Regions from separate parts of the Mus musculus genome. Here regions 1, 2, 3 and 4 are each linked to region 5. A link is a contact called in public HiChIP or PLAC-seq and promoter capture Hi-C data. All regions are on one chromosome and are shown on one strand. The core of a region is the stretch at or near the end of the contact, and the rest is flanking DNA. Distances in the headings are between cores, read along the strand shown. Region 1 overlaps Hdac9 (histone deacetylase 9). Region 2 overlaps Hdac9 (histone deacetylase 9). Region 3 has its middle 160 kb from the start of Gm23529. Region 4 overlaps Hdac9 (histone deacetylase 9). Region 5 holds the start of Twist1 (twist basic helix-loop-helix transcription factor 1).

Region 1 (2,700 bases), core at 72-2,571, 310 kb before region 5:
TAGGATGATTACAACAAGTCAACCACACTCCTATGCTTAGGGAATTTATAAAAAGTGTCATAGTATATTACTAATAAGGATGTTACAGGACAAACAGGCATAAAGTATGTGTAAAGTTCACCTTTCTGTTAGTCTAGCTAAAGTTGCCATAACAAAATAATAGAGACTAGTGGCTTAAAAAGAAAGTTATCTGTTCATAGTGTGGGAAATTCAAGATGAGAGTGTTGGCAGGTCTAGTTTTTCCCGAAGGTTCTTGCTTTGTGTTTCAGGTAGCAGTATTCTTGTGCCTTCTTTGCCCATCTGATTGTTCATATGTGTCTGGTCTAGTATCTTTTTTCCTTTAAAAAAAAAGTCAGTCATCTTGCAATACACCCTTATAATGGATCCCACCTTATGGAACTTTTCAAAGACCTTGTCTCCAAATACAGACACATTAGGGAGGTTATTGTCAGAGAGGATGACACTATTCCAACAATATGATGACCAGGTCAGACTTAGGAAATATCACAGGTCTTTTATTAACTGTTTATGTTCAAGTTGCCTAATCTCTTTAAAGCTCAGATCCTTCTCTTGCAACAGCAATTAGTCATGCACCGTGCAGTGTTAAAATGGGTAAAGTGTAGCCCTGAGGAGGCACACCAGCATTACCACTGACTTGTGAGATGCTGCCCAAAGCTATTTATAGGATGACACATTTGACTTTATTATCCTCCACTGGAACTGCCAATAAATTAGATTTTCCTTTCTGTGACCTTTCTACTCCCCCCCCCTTCTGTCTCCATGGCCAGAAACAAAACTATTAGTGTTTCTGAATCTAACCCTAAGAGTGAAGAGTTCAGAATAGAAAAATATTAAGCTTCTCAAATATCCATTAAATGAAACAAAGTAATAATTTTAACTAAAAAGGAAGGAAAAAAAAAGAAAGAATGAATTTGATTTGTAGCTGCCAGTTCACTCAACATATAGAGCTTAAGACAGAATAAGCTATTCAAAAGTTTAAAAAGAGTATTTAAATATTTAATCAAGTAGAATTACTCTAACAACCTAAAAATATAGATTTACTTTCTACGTCACCAAACCAAAATGCTCTGTGCAGATATATTTGACTCACAGTAGATAACTGTTTTAAAAGAGTCACTCTACCTGAGAGAATTCAAAGATTTAAAAGATGCTTAATTTCATTTGCAGCTAGCTGTTCTATAACATGCCTCCCAAGTCTTTTCTGTGATGAAAAACCTCTGCTTCTTTGTTGAGTCTGGTGTCTGTCAGTGGGTTTCAAAGGGCATCTGATCATTATTTAAGCTTAAACTCAATTATTCAGACATGCCCATGGCCCTAGCAGCAAGGCAGAACAGCAAAGCTCTCTGAACTGCTTAGCGCCAGGAGAGGAGTTCCATTACCCGGGTTGCAGGATGAAATGTTCAAGGTGTCGAAGCAGCAATCGTGTACCACATTATTTATGCCCACCTCACAGGAAACCCTTTTTGTTAACGGGCACAGTAGTATTATATTTAACTCCGGAAATATTTCCAAAAGAAATCAACAGGCCACATTTAGATTCTACAAAGGAGACGGTGCCTAAATTCCTTTCCTCTAAGTCATTCCCTCTCCGGTTTAAATACCATCACATCCACTCAGGACAGGTAGCTTAATCTCTATCACGTGCGGCTTTGCAGGCCATTAGCTTTGTTTCCAGGGCCAGTGATGGAGCGCTGTTCAGTGTGCTTGGAAAGCCTGCAGAGGCCCACATTCATTCAGGAAACTCCAGCCGAACTAGATCCATATGTTGCTTAAACATGGAGCTTTCTGATTGGAGGTCGTTTCTGGCTTCCAGCGTCATCGCAGATGACTCTTGTCCTTTGATGTGCTGCTAAGTAGAAAGTAATGTCAGACCCCCAAACCCAAAGCTTTGTGTGTGTGTGTGTGTGTGTGTGTGTGTGTGTGTGTGTGTGTGTGTGTTAGCGTTTACTGAGTACTTAGGGCTCCTGCACTGTATTGCACTTTCTGAACATGCTTCCTGCTCTGATGAATTTAAAGCTAACGACAACATTATGATGGGAGTGGTATCATCTCGGTTTTCCTTGGAGCTTCGACCATTGAGTGAACTTGCCGGATGTTTGAGTGACTTGAGAGTGGGAGGGTTGGTCCCTGAGGTGCATGTCATTTGTGTCAATATAGTCCCTAAGCTCTGCTTACTCTAGGTGAATGATGCTCTTAGGGGTGATAGCACTAGACAGGAATAGGAGGATTCCCTGCAATTATCTCTTTAAAAAGTATATTTGAAGCTGATAATTTCAAGTCCTGGGGGGGGGGTCTGAAAATCTCTAGATACAAATTCATCAAATGCCGTTAGACAGACACAGAGTTAGGAGCCATTCTCACTTACATGCTTTGGTAAAGTAGCCATCTTAGGGCTAACTTAAAATATAAATGCTTCAATTCCACATGCATTGCTTGGTTTTGTGTGTGTTTTCCTAAAATAAGATTCTTTATTAGTTCAGTTTGGAAAGAATGTTCTTTCTCTGTGAAATTCAGGTTTCTCAAGTCATTACATCCTGACAGACATATATGTATTCACGTTGTAGTTCCTGTCTGTTATGCAGCAATAATTTTATAGAAGATAATCCTTTCTAGTCACTAAGGATATGGTAGACAGAATAAGAAAAGAATATAAACCTTAGTTGTTTTTTTCTCCTATTC
Region 2 (2,700 bases), core at 153-2,652, 330 kb before region 5:
TTCTTAATTGTGATCATACCTATAATCATTGGCTTCACTTGAAACTCTGTTGAAAATACTCCCGAGTCTCTTCTCTTGCCTCAAAAACCGTAACAATCATTGAAGTTGCATTTTCTTCCCTAAAGCAAATTCATAAACAACAGTGAAATGTGTTTTTAAGTTTTATATACATAAGCTTTATTAGTTTTGCCCAAAATCTTATCATTTAAGGCTGAGTGCAAACTTCAAAATAGTCTGCTCACACCTGTATTTTTGTACCTGAGGAAGCAAAAGCCTGTGGAGATGTCTCATGGGTAACTATTGTCATGACATGGGAGAGTGAGGGCTGGAATTCAGGACTCCCAAATGATTTCCAAATGAATTCCAATTTGTTTCCATGTGACCAGTAGAAAGAAGAAAAACCCTGCAAGGCTGCCTGCTGAATTGCTTTCTTACCTCACGCCTCATCTTAAGCAAAATTCTGAGGGAAACAGGTGAGGCAGGAAAGCTGTATGAAAGGGGCTAAGTAGGTGAAGGGCTTAAAACAACACTCATTTTAACGTAATGGTTAAAAAATTGATTGCAGCCCAGTAACTCTACAATAGGTATGCTTGTGCACAAGTAACAAAACCACTTTCCTTTTTGTATTCAGAGAGAATTGTGTATCAAGAATAATCAATGGGCCGGGCGGTGGTGGCGCGCGCCTTCAATCCCAGCACTTGGGAGGCAGAGGCAGGTGGATTTCTGAGTTCGAGGCCAGCCTGGTCTACAAAGTGAGTTCCAGGATAGCCAGGGCTACACAGAGAAACCCTGTCTGGAAAAACCAAAAAAAAAAAAAAAAAAAAAAAAAAAAAAAAAAAAAAAATGGACTTATGCTCTAGCCATTAAATATTTTGGATGCTGCAGAAGGCAACTTTGATATTAATAAATTATGTATATTTCCACAAATAATGACTGTTTGCTCTGTGGATTGGGGGCAGGGGGCTGGAGAGCACATAAACACATCCTTCTACTTACAAATAATGGAGGAAATCTTAGAAATTGAGACCTTTCAGTAGATAATTTTGCCTAACATGTCACTACTTTGAAAATGATTAAAGAAAATGGAGTCCCCTCCCCCAACCCAGGAGGCAGGTACTTCGACTTGTCAACTTGAAGCTGGACATTTTCTCTTCGTTTGGAACCGCCACAGAATGAGCCCTTTCATGTCCTCAATAATACCAGACCAATGCAATCCATCTGTTCTGCCAAATTATTCCTCGTTCCCTAACCAAAGGCACTGCTTTTTCATGCATTTTATCATGATTTTATGCCCTTTATTATATTTTACAAAAGGTTCTGATTCCTCCAGGGCCAATGAGAACTGATTAGGACACTGGCCTCCATCCAGGCTTTGAACACAGGAGAGGAAGGAATAGAACTGTTTCCTTTTTTCTCTGCTCCTTGGCAGAAAAAAAAAATCTATACCGTGTGTGCACTCCGTGTGTGGGTGGGTGTGGGCAGGCCGCGTTTTATCCTGTCACAGTATGACTTTGTAGATCATGTTCGGAACATTCTTTCTATAATCATGTTGCATTAAGGGGCTTTATTTCAGAAAGACTGTTTCTTTAGGAAAGAACCATGGTGCGTTGTAAGACTCAATGATATGGTAATTTTACATGACTTCAGTCAAACTTCCAATTTGAATAGACACTGCCTTGGATCTGTGTTGAATCTGATCATAATCATAGAGTAGATACTCATTAAACATCAGCTCCTAGCTCCTTTCTGAGTTTCAGTGGACAGTGATTGAAAGCAAGACACAAAGAAGGGCAAAGGAACAATGAACACAAGACCACCTCACAGTGTTTCCTATTAGGAAGACAAAAGAAGAGCTTTAAGCACTCATTCCTTAGCCTATATAGGCAAAGATCCAAGGCCTTTGTTTACATACCATGGAGGAGGCATTAAATGTCCCAATATGCTCAGAATTTTTAAAACTCCTTTGGGTCTGTATATCAGACATGAGTTCACATAGCCATTCTTCAGACCAATCATCTCTGAGAATGGAACTCACCATCTCCCTAAATTAAGTTGAACAGGACACTTTGTTCCATTTTGTGACTCATTATGCTTTTGACCTTTGACTCATGGGAGCATCTAGGGAGAGGAATGAGGAATAAAGGGCACATGAGAAGCAGAAAAAGAGGAGGCAAGATAAAAATATCTACTTAAACCTAAACAAGTGAAAGACTAAATTCCAATGAGAGAGAAGTATTTGAGATCAGTATTAGAGGAAAGTTGAATGTGACTGAGGTAAGGTATGATAAGAGGGGGGTGAACACCAACCTTGTTAAGAAAGAATATAGTTGCTTCTGAGGAACTCTTAGCTCAGCTGTCTACTCAGTTCCCACATTGAGACACAAATCAAAATAATCTTTCTCCAGGATCTTGTAGAGATGAGACATTTGTCATAGGCTGGCTTCTCTCTCTAGCAGCTGGAGAAGCAAAGGGGATTGTCAAGAAATCAGCTCTTCCTGTATGGTGTGGTAGAGTATCCCTGTATTCCCAGAACTCATGAAGCTGAGTCAGACAAATGGTGACTTTAGGGGCCGGACTGAGATCCTATCTTCAATAACAAAACAAAGAAACAATACAAAAATAATGGTTCTTTATATCAAGTACAATTAGTTTTCAGAGGGGGGGGGGGCGAGGGGGAGAGAGGGAGAAAGGGAGAAAGGG
Region 3 (2,700 bases), core at 86-2,585, 350 kb after region 5:
AGGCCTGAGGAAGCTGCTCGTCTCACCTCTCTGGGAACTCTGGCAAGGTTTTCCAGGGCAGTTAGGAAGGGCAGGAGGCCCTGAAGGTCACCTGCCCAAGTGTATTCCTTTCTGTTGTCTCTGGTGCTGTAGCTTTGCTGTGGTCACATCTTTTAAAGGCTCATCTAAGGGCTTCACAGTGGAGGCTTCAAATCTTCAGTATAAAATACATTTATAAAACGATGTGGTTGTGTGTGTCTGACTTGCGTGTTGGGTTCTCCCCAAGACCACAAGGAACGCCTACCTTCATGGATTCCAGTCATCCAACAGTCACATCGTGGAAGCCAGTGGGCTTGCTTCTTTGGGTTGAGATGCTCAGAATAATGTAGAAGTGGTAGGTTCCCCTAACCCCTGCCCTGAGGTTGATTTTTTTTTTCTTTAAATCTGTTTTCTTTTTGCTATAAATAAAATGTACCTTTACTACATGTGAGTGTTCTGGCTGGTGTTGGCAATATGCAGCATGAAAAAATAATAAAAATATTGCCAATTTAACATCAAGCAGAAGTAAATTTTAAAATAACTGAGCGTTCTGAGAAAGCTGCTTTTTGTTTTTCTAACCCGGACACTGAAGTCTGCAAGGAGTGAACCACACCCTCGGAGGCTGCCTCAGGTTTACAGACGACCCAGTGTGTGGTCAAGACCTGTAGACTCACAGTTGAAAGTTCATAGCAGGGATGGGATTCACAAACCAGTGGCTCTTTGGGATTAAATTGAAGCCCTCCTCTGGCCAGTGTTCCAAGCTGTCATTCTCTGGAACGTGCACTGGGGTAGGGACTTGTAATCTCCACACATTTTTTCCAGTCTCAAGGACTCTGAGTTTTAAACAAATATTAATGCTTCGATTTCTTTGCTATGGAAAGACTTGAGGGAAGCTTTAGGAGCCTTGCCCGCCAATTTCATGGTGAGAGAGAAGTAACTACCTGACCAGCAGACAAAGAAGGCCAAAGGCACACCAAACCACAGAGTGAAAAGCCCAGTTTGCCAGAACTGTGGCTGAGTTGAAGTGGATTTGGCCCTAAGTATATTAATTCCAGACAGCCGGTGGTCTGAAACAGAAAAGGCAAAAGTAAGCAAACCAATTGGTACAGGAATAAGCTTTTTTCCTTCCCCATCGCATTTCATACGCATCTCCCTCACATGTGCCTCTCTTTTTCCCACACAGCAGTCAGGAAAAAAAAAAAAAGAAAGAAAGAAAGAAAGAGCGTTGCAGGTGGAGTCACCAAGGTCCTGCTGCTCTGGCCAAAGACATCATGTGTCTGGCAGAGCTCTGCAAAGTTTCATGGGTCCTCTGGTCACATGAGAGCCCTGTGTTCTTCTAAGCGATCTGATCCCCTTCCAGTTTCCATTTTACTAAGCAAACCTGTGTGCTCCCCATAGCAAGGCAGTAAACTCCCAGAGACTGCCCGGCAAGTTTTAAAGAGTCAAGCAGAGGTGCTGGCCACATCCACACTTGGCTCTTTTCTTTTGGAAATGTTAAATTTAACTTGGTTTGATTTTTATCTGTTCCACTTGGGCAAGGGAATAAAAGCAAAATAATAACCAACCCTTTAAGTCAAGAATTCCACATTCATGTACACTTGTGTTATCTCCCTATTTTAGAGGAAAAGGGGGGAGATAGAAACACTGATTTTTTTTTAAAGTTTTGTGAAGCATATAGATTTTTCTTTTTAAAGAATTGCATGGAATGCTGGAGCGCTCCCTCTAGCTGTCTTACTTGGTAATGAACATCATGATAATCAAAACAAAACCCCCGTTTCTCCAATATAGGCTAATGTTTATATAACCTTGAAAAAATGCTTTGAATATTAGCAATAAGATTTATGTAGTGTTACTGAATGTCTATTGTTTGGATAAGGGGTTTTTTAAATTTTTAGACCAATGTAGAGGAAGACATGATGAGGGAGATAATGGTGGTGTGTGTGGATAATTCCCGGTGATAGTGGGAATTATCATTTAAAGCACTAAACTAAGAGTTTATCTAATGATTTGGGATGAAACTCTATCATCTTTAACAATACTGGGAAAACTAAGACCCAAAGATTGCATTTCACACTTAATTCATATTAATTGTTGTGTGTTCATCCAAAAAGGGAAAGTTAAAAAATAATGGGCCAGCTTGAGGTCTGTAGTTTTAGCCCTTGGACACACATAGTAGAAGGAGAGAACATATGTGTGAAAGTTGTTCTACAGCTTACATACACACAAAGCAAAATGTGTGTTCCCCACACTTCTCTGAAACTGACATGCACTGCTAATTTACCCAGGAATATACTTTTTTTTCTTATATTCCATTATGTTTTTATATGTAAAATCTTACACAGTTTTGTTTTTATTTCTTTTTTTCTCCCTGTTGACTGTACTGAAATAACCGGGCAAACACAATTTAAATGGGAAAGGGTTTGGCTTACAACTTCAGGTTATAACCCATCCAGGCAGGCACATCACAATAGAAAGAAGTTTGAGGGAACAGCAAGGAATTTACGCCTCAATACTAGGACTCAGGCCACTTTCTCCATTCTTAAATGATCCAGGATCCCTCTGCAGCGAATCATGACCCTAACAGTGGCTAGAGTCTTCCTTCTAATGGAAATGATCCCCCACAAATCTCACATGCCATTCCATCTCCACAGTCTCTCATTGAGCCTCTGCTCAGGCGATCTT
Region 4 (2,700 bases), core at 139-2,638, 430 kb before region 5:
TTATCATATATTCTCTAACATTTGCCTTTTAAATATTCATCCCATGAAATCTATGTCATCTGAAGTTTAATATATATTTGAACTCACATGCCTTTCCCATTATACTAAGCAGACCACCACTGAATTCTCACTTTGGGTAGACACTTCCTTAAAGCCAATCTTCCTCATCCAGTGTCTTCCAAGGAGGAAGAGAGGGCGACTCACATAGTAATACTTTGTACTGAACATCAGAACAAAGGCTGAGAGGATGGAAATTGAACTTTTTAAAGGAAATAACATTTGAGATTTGATTAGTTACCTCCTTTGATTATTTTGTGTCTAGAACCTTTTCTTTCTTTCTTTCTTTTTTTACTGTTCTTTCACTTTTTTCTTTTTCTTTTTTTTTTCTTTTTTCTGGCTCTATGATAAATGTCTTACTCATTCCTTTTGGCTGGATATCAGCCAACACATTTTTAAAAACAAATATAATTCAAGAGATGATATCTTATGTATGTCAAGGTTCAGCCTAGATATAAGCATTTATTATTTATTTATTACCATGATACTTAGGCATTTTGACATGAGTACTATTTTATCATAATAAAGATATGTCCAAGACAAGACCAATAAATTGAAGGCCAAACAGATGTTCTGTGTTGCTTTATTAAAGCAGGTAGATGTTCTCTTTTGACAAGTAAGGCAAAATATGATTGTGTTCAACTCTAAAAGCTGAACAAGGAATTTCCTTAGCATTTTGGGAGAGACTGTGACCCTCAATTCAAGTAGCATATGTTCCATTCATTCCTTTTATTGTAATTGTATTAATCAGTGTTACATATCCCCCATGTTCCCTAATGTTTTATGACCATTGCCTGTCCCTAGTTATCCTCAGCAACCGGAGAGTACATTCTTTCATCTTAGTGGTCACATGCAAATGTGACATGTGTGTATTTCCTTCCTGAATTGAGTGTTAATATAGGATTACTGTTTGCACTATTGGAAACAGCATGCATTTTACCAAAACTATTTTGAAGATCACCAATCCTATAGACATCTATATCTTAAAATATCAGTTTATGAAACCATAGCTCATATTCATAAGCAAATCTGTTCTTCATATTAGGTTTATTATAACAAGCATAATACTGTCTCTGATTACTTATGAGATTAAAATTTGAAGCATAATTTAAGGCCTGTACCCATCTCAGACCTGGGTTTTGAATCTATCATTCCTGGGATAACTTCTGCTTTCTTTTCTGTGGTGTGCATCTCCCCATTGTCTGTTCCCCTAGCTTAATAAGCTTAATATGTAAATAGACCAGCTCTCTTTTACATACAGTGTCTAGTATGAGCCAAACTCTCCATGCCAGCGTCTTTCTATGCATTATCCTTTCAACAACCACCAAGAATATTAATTTTCCAACAATTTCATTGAGTTGAGCAAGTTGTCATTGCTTCCTGTCCACAGAACTAGAGTCAGTTCTCCACTGTTGTGTGAGTGATCTTAGTCGGGTTCCTGTCACTAAGCAGATGGTTTTATATCACAAAGCTACAGATCTCACATTTCAGAGCAAAACAGACAAATATTTTCAAAAGCAAGGTTACCCTGTGATATTTTGTGTTGCTGTAGATTTGCCAGGATGAAGAAACCTTATTTCCCCACACTGTGTCTAGCCTCCTGCACATTGCCTTCCATTCAGGTACTCACACGCTTGCCAGTCCTCATATATGGCCTTGGTGGTGGGACTCGAGGGTGTCTTGTTGGAGCACGGCTTGCAGACGGCTCATAATACATGTGTGTGGTGCCAAGTTCAGCTGCAGCTGGGTCACATTGTGCTTCCTTCTTGAATGCATGCTGCCACATGATCATGTTTTATGTTGGACAGACTTTCTTCTTACAGGAGTTCTGCACAAGCCCAAGGCTGAAAGTTGACTGACTTCATCCTGTTCTACAGAAATGCAAATGCTGGCATCTCCTCTCTGGGTGGATGGAAAATGCCTTGTTTTAAGTCTTAAAAACCTGATGAGCAGAACTTGAACAGCGCTTTCATTTAGGAAAGTAGGCATTACTCTTGTCAGGGTTCATTTCTCTCGAGCCAGCTGACAGCTTGTTTCTAGGCAGAGTCTTTTAATCACCAATTTAGGATTACATTTTGCCCATTAGACGGGTTGTATCTTCAAAAAATTCGCACACATTGAAGGCAGTTTTTATTACAGTAAAAAGCCCCCTCGCTTATTTATCTACCAATTGAAGTTTATAAAAGAAACTTTGACTTTTCTCTTAAATAGATTCTGTTTTGTCATAATTAGGCCAATAAAAATAGATCCTTATAGGTATGTAGTGTGCTTTAAAAAAAAACACTTATGCTACAAAACCAGCTGACATCACCATGCAAAATTTTGAATAAAAGCATTTCAATATGTAATTACAACTTGATGGTTTCTAACATACAGAAAAATGCTTGTTGCTTTATTATTAGATATGATGAAATCTTGGGTTTGGAAATGGAGCTAAATGACCCTTCCAGTGGATTAATGTCTACTCTTCATAAGTTCTCCACTGATGCTTTCCTCACTGCAGGCTCAAGGGAGGGCCTCAACCTTTATTTTTCAATCTGCACTTTTAATCTCCTCAGAGGCACTTTTACTGAATGAAAAATAAAATAGCCTAATAGGACTATGAGGTCAGAGCACAGGGTAAAGGGAATTGTCTGGGGAACA
Region 5 (2,700 bases), core at 74-2,573:
CAGTTGTTTTAAGAAGGGAATTTTAAAGAAGAAAGAAAGGGGTTTGGGGGATGGCGTTTTGGGCACAAGGCCCCTATGCTTGACTTTCTCAATCTTCTGTCATGCACACCCCCGCACGCGCACACACACATACACCTCTCCTGGGCACACTGGTTCTCCCCGACCCTAGGACCTGTTTCCCCTGTGGGGACTGAACTGCTTGCCAGGGATGCGGGTGGAATGAGGTGGCGGTGCCTGGCTAGGTGGAGGGCAGCGAGGAGAGTGGAGGGGGATGGGGGGGGGATACCCAGCACGGTGGCGAGGTGAACAGGGGACCCGCGGCCTGGCCCGATCGATCCCTGGAGCCGGTCCTTACCTAGGTCTCCGGCCTGCAGAGGGGGTGGGGAGCTCCGCTGCTAGTGGGACGCGGACATGGACCAGGCCCCCTCCATCCTCCAGACGGAGAAGGCGTAGCTGAGCCGCTCGTGGGCCACATAGCTGCAGCTTGCCATCTTGGAGTCCAGCTCGTCGCTCTGCAGGACCTGGTACAGGAAGTCGATGTACCTGGCCGCCAGTTTGAGGGTCTGAATCTTGCTCAGCTTGTCCGAGGGCAGCGTGGGGATGATCTTGCGCAGGGCGGCGAACGCCTCGTTCAGCGACTGCGTGCGCTGGCGCTCCCGCACGTTAGCCATGACCCGCTGGGTCTGCAGCTCCTCGTACGACTGCGGGCTCCCGCCCCCGCTGCTGCTGCCGCCGCCGCCGCCACCACCTCCGCCCGCGCCGCCGCCGCCGCCTCCGCCCGCAGATTTCTTGCCGCGCTTGCCCTGGGCCGGGCTGCCTGGCTCGTCGCCGCCTCCGATGCCCCCGCCCGTGGCCCCGCCGGGCCCCGCGCTGCCGCCCGCGCTGCGCCGACTGCTGCGTCTCTTGCGAGCCCCGCGCTTGCCGCTCGCCGGCTGCTGCCGGTCCGGCTCCTCCTCGCTGTTGCTCAGGCTGTCGTCGGCCGGAGAGACTGGCGAGCTGGACACGTCCTGCATCATCTCGCGGGCGGCGACGTGCGGCCTCGCGGAGCCGGGACGGGGGAGGGTAGAGCAGAGGAGCGGGGCGCCCTAGCCCGCCAGCTTCCCCGCGCTCGGCGCCGGCCCGGGCGGTGCGGCCCGGAGGACGCAGGGAGGCGGGATGGGGGTGGGGGGACCTCCGCGGGGAGGGCGCTGGAGGCGGGGAGGGAGGCGGGCGGGGGAGGGGACGGTGTGGAGGGCCCCGAGGTCCAAAAAGAAGGCGCCCGACGGCCGCAAGCGCGCCCCGTTCCGGCCTGGCGCAGCCGGTGCCGGTGCTGGCGAGCCCGCGAGGTGTCTGAGAGTTGGGCGCGGGCTGTGGACTTGGCGGCTCTTATACCTCCGTGCGGGCGGAAAGTTTGGGGGCAGCGGTGTCATTGGCCTGACGTGGGGAGGAGGGACTTTTCGAAGTTTTATAGGAAAGTTTCCTCTTTCCAGCCCCCCTCCCTCGCCCCCTCCCCCCTTGCTCGGGGTCTAACAATTCGTCCTGCGAACCATTCAAAACCGACCTGGCCCGAGCGGCCAGCCCCTGCGCCCGCCTCTCCCCTCCCTCTCCCCCCCCCAGCTCTCCCCCTCCGCTTCGGGGAGGACGCGGGGCGATTTCCTTCCGCGCCAGAGCGCGCCCAGCGCCCCCGCACCCGAGCACAGCACCGCAAACAGGGGACTGTCTGGGTCGCTGTTGCAGTCTCCCCCTCCCCAAGTGGCTGTGACAGCAGTAGTGGCAAGCGGCTTCGACGCTCTGGGTGATGTCCCATCCCGCCTGGGATCCCTCGGAGTTCTCCGGGCCCTTTGGGGGTGGCTCGGGCCCGGGCTGCGAGGCAAGAAAAGTTTCAACAACCGAGTCCATCTAACGGTCAGGTAGAGGAAACCTCTAGTCGGAAACCTCTAGTCCCAAGGGATTCCCCGCGGCTGCCTGGCCCTGTGGTCGAGGGCGGTTCTCAAGACGTGGCCACATCGTGGGCGCTATGGATCTGCGCCCTGGCCTGCCGTGTCACCCCTCCCGGAGAAACGTCTGGGCTCTCCTTTCCTGCTACGGTGACCCAATCTAAAGTTTCCCTGCTCTCAGAGGACTGTGCTTCCAAAGGTGCTGGACCTAGGCTGGAGTTCATTCTTTTACAGAGAAAAGCCTTGTTCTTTTGAAGGGAGCAAAGCTAGGGAAAGATAGAGCAGCCTTGGTGCTCCACGCTGCCAGCCCTAGGTGGAGGAGAACCTTGAGAACATTTCATGTCCGCTAACTCCAAATTAAGCCCTGCATGCTAACCTTGGGTAGTCCATACATTTAAGGTGGGGGATCAATATTCTCGTCTTCCTAGGAGATCTTGTGAGTAGTTATGCTCCCGGTGCCTCAAATGCACTCAGCCATGTTGGTTGATTGCAAGCGGTTTTTTTTGTTTTTTTTTTTTTGTTTTGTTTTTTTTTTTTTTTTTTTTTTTACCAAATACCTTGAAACCCCAAAAAGGATTCTGGAAAAGTGGAAGCAGAGAGGTTAATGAGCAAGAAGGAGAGTGGCTATGGAAGCCAGTGATTGCAGGGCTCTTTACATTTTTTAAATATGTTTTATTTATTTATTTCTGTTTTTTAAGTAGGATGGGGATTTAGGGAGCCGGTACAAGGTGATCTCTTACTCAGAAAGGCAATTCTGGGTCCGGAGGAAGTAGCCAGAGTTTCA

Evidence for each region. Promoter capture Hi-C pulls out the DNA fragments that hold promoters and counts their contacts. HiChIP or PLAC-seq counts read pairs in DNA pulled down with a chosen protein or histone mark.
Region 1: a promoter capture Hi-C map of second pharyngeal arch cranial neural crest shows a contact between it and region 5, with 5 times the contacts expected there. The contact joins the enhancer-like site here to the promoter of Twist1 in region 5. A contact is called at or near these places in 5 of 39 promoter capture datasets (3T3-L1-derived adipocytes, cranial neural crest, frontonasal cranial neural crest and 2 more), 4 of 484 Hi-C or Micro-C datasets (adipose-derived mesenchymal stem cells, cranial neural crest and embryonic fibroblasts), 3 of 115 datasets of contacts at active chromatin or transcription factors (the NIH/3T3 cell line, craniofacial prominence and embryonic limb bud) and 1 of 9 other capture datasets (adipose tissue).
Region 2: an H3K4me3 HiChIP or PLAC-seq map of craniofacial prominence shows a contact between it and region 5, with 5 times the contacts expected there. The contact joins the enhancer-like site here to the promoter of Twist1 in region 5. A contact is called at or near these places in 6 of 39 promoter capture datasets (the 3T3-L1 cell line, 3T3-L1-derived adipocytes, cranial neural crest and 3 more), 2 of 484 Hi-C or Micro-C datasets (both in embryonic fibroblasts), 3 of 115 datasets of contacts at active chromatin or transcription factors (craniofacial prominence, embryonic limb bud and stem cell-derived neural progenitor cells) and 1 of 9 other capture datasets (liver).
Region 3: a promoter capture Hi-C map of the 3T3-L1 cell line shows a contact between it and region 5, with 16 times the contacts expected there. The contact joins the enhancer-like site here to the promoter of Twist1 in region 5. A contact is called at or near these places in 12 of 39 promoter capture datasets (the 3T3-L1 cell line, HPC-7-derived erythroid cells, cranial neural crest and 8 more), 29 of 484 Hi-C or Micro-C datasets (the 3T3-L1 cell line, Sertoli cells, adipose-derived mesenchymal stem cells and 11 more), 8 of 115 datasets of contacts at active chromatin or transcription factors (the NIH/3T3 cell line, craniofacial prominence, embryonic forebrain and 5 more) and 2 of 9 other capture datasets (adipose tissue and embryonic stem cells).
Region 4: a contact with region 5 is called in a promoter capture Hi-C map of maxillary cranial neural crest, with 6 times the contacts expected there. The contact joins the enhancer-like site here to the promoter of Twist1 in region 5. A contact is called at or near these places in 7 of 39 promoter capture datasets (the 3T3-L1 cell line, 3T3-L1-derived adipocytes, cranial neural crest and 4 more), 1 of 484 Hi-C or Micro-C datasets (cortical neurons), 4 of 115 datasets of contacts at active chromatin or transcription factors (craniofacial prominence, embryonic fibroblasts, embryonic limb bud and 1 more) and 1 of 9 other capture datasets (liver).

The regions. Positions count from the first base shown.
Region 1 is chr12:34,268,927-34,271,626 of GRCm38.p6, reverse strand. All of the region lies in intron 18 of Hdac9 (histone deacetylase 9), which reads left to right. Among named protein-coding and RNA genes, the nearest start is that of Gm51984, 55 kb to the right of the region's middle. Within about 2 kb of position 1,321, at least 20 of the 459 cell types and tissues checked have an H3K27ac peak or open chromatin away from gene starts, as enhancers often do. A contact at or near this core is called in craniofacial prominence, embryonic limb bud and second pharyngeal arch cranial neural crest, where this site is marked.
Region 2 is chr12:34,291,258-34,293,957 of GRCm38.p6, reverse strand. The region is part of intron 16 of Hdac9 (histone deacetylase 9); the gene reads left to right. Among named protein-coding and RNA genes, the nearest start is that of Gm51984, 78 kb to the right of the region's middle. Within about 2 kb of position 1,402, at least 7 of the 459 cell types and tissues checked have an H3K27ac peak or open chromatin away from gene starts, as enhancers often do. A contact at or near this core is called in craniofacial prominence, where this site is marked.
Region 3 is chr12:33,607,051-33,609,750 of GRCm38.p6, reverse strand. No RefSeq gene overlaps it. Among named protein-coding and RNA genes, the nearest start is that of Gm23529, 160 kb to the right of the region's middle. Within about 2 kb of position 1,335, at least 10 of the 459 cell types and tissues checked have an H3K27ac peak or open chromatin away from gene starts, as enhancers often do.
Region 4 is chr12:34,382,444-34,385,143 of GRCm38.p6, reverse strand. All of the region lies in intron 13 of Hdac9 (histone deacetylase 9), which reads left to right. Among named protein-coding and RNA genes, the nearest start is that of Gm51984, 170 kb to the right of the region's middle. Within about 2 kb of position 1,388, at least 4 of the 459 cell types and tissues checked have an H3K27ac peak or open chromatin away from gene starts, as enhancers often do.
Region 5 is chr12:33,956,294-33,958,993 of GRCm38.p6, reverse strand. It overlaps Twist1 (twist basic helix-loop-helix transcription factor 1), which reads right to left and starts at 1,323. Exons shown (of 2, transcript NM_011658.2): 1 at 356-1,323. The coding sequence starts at 1,016. The coding sequence ends at 396.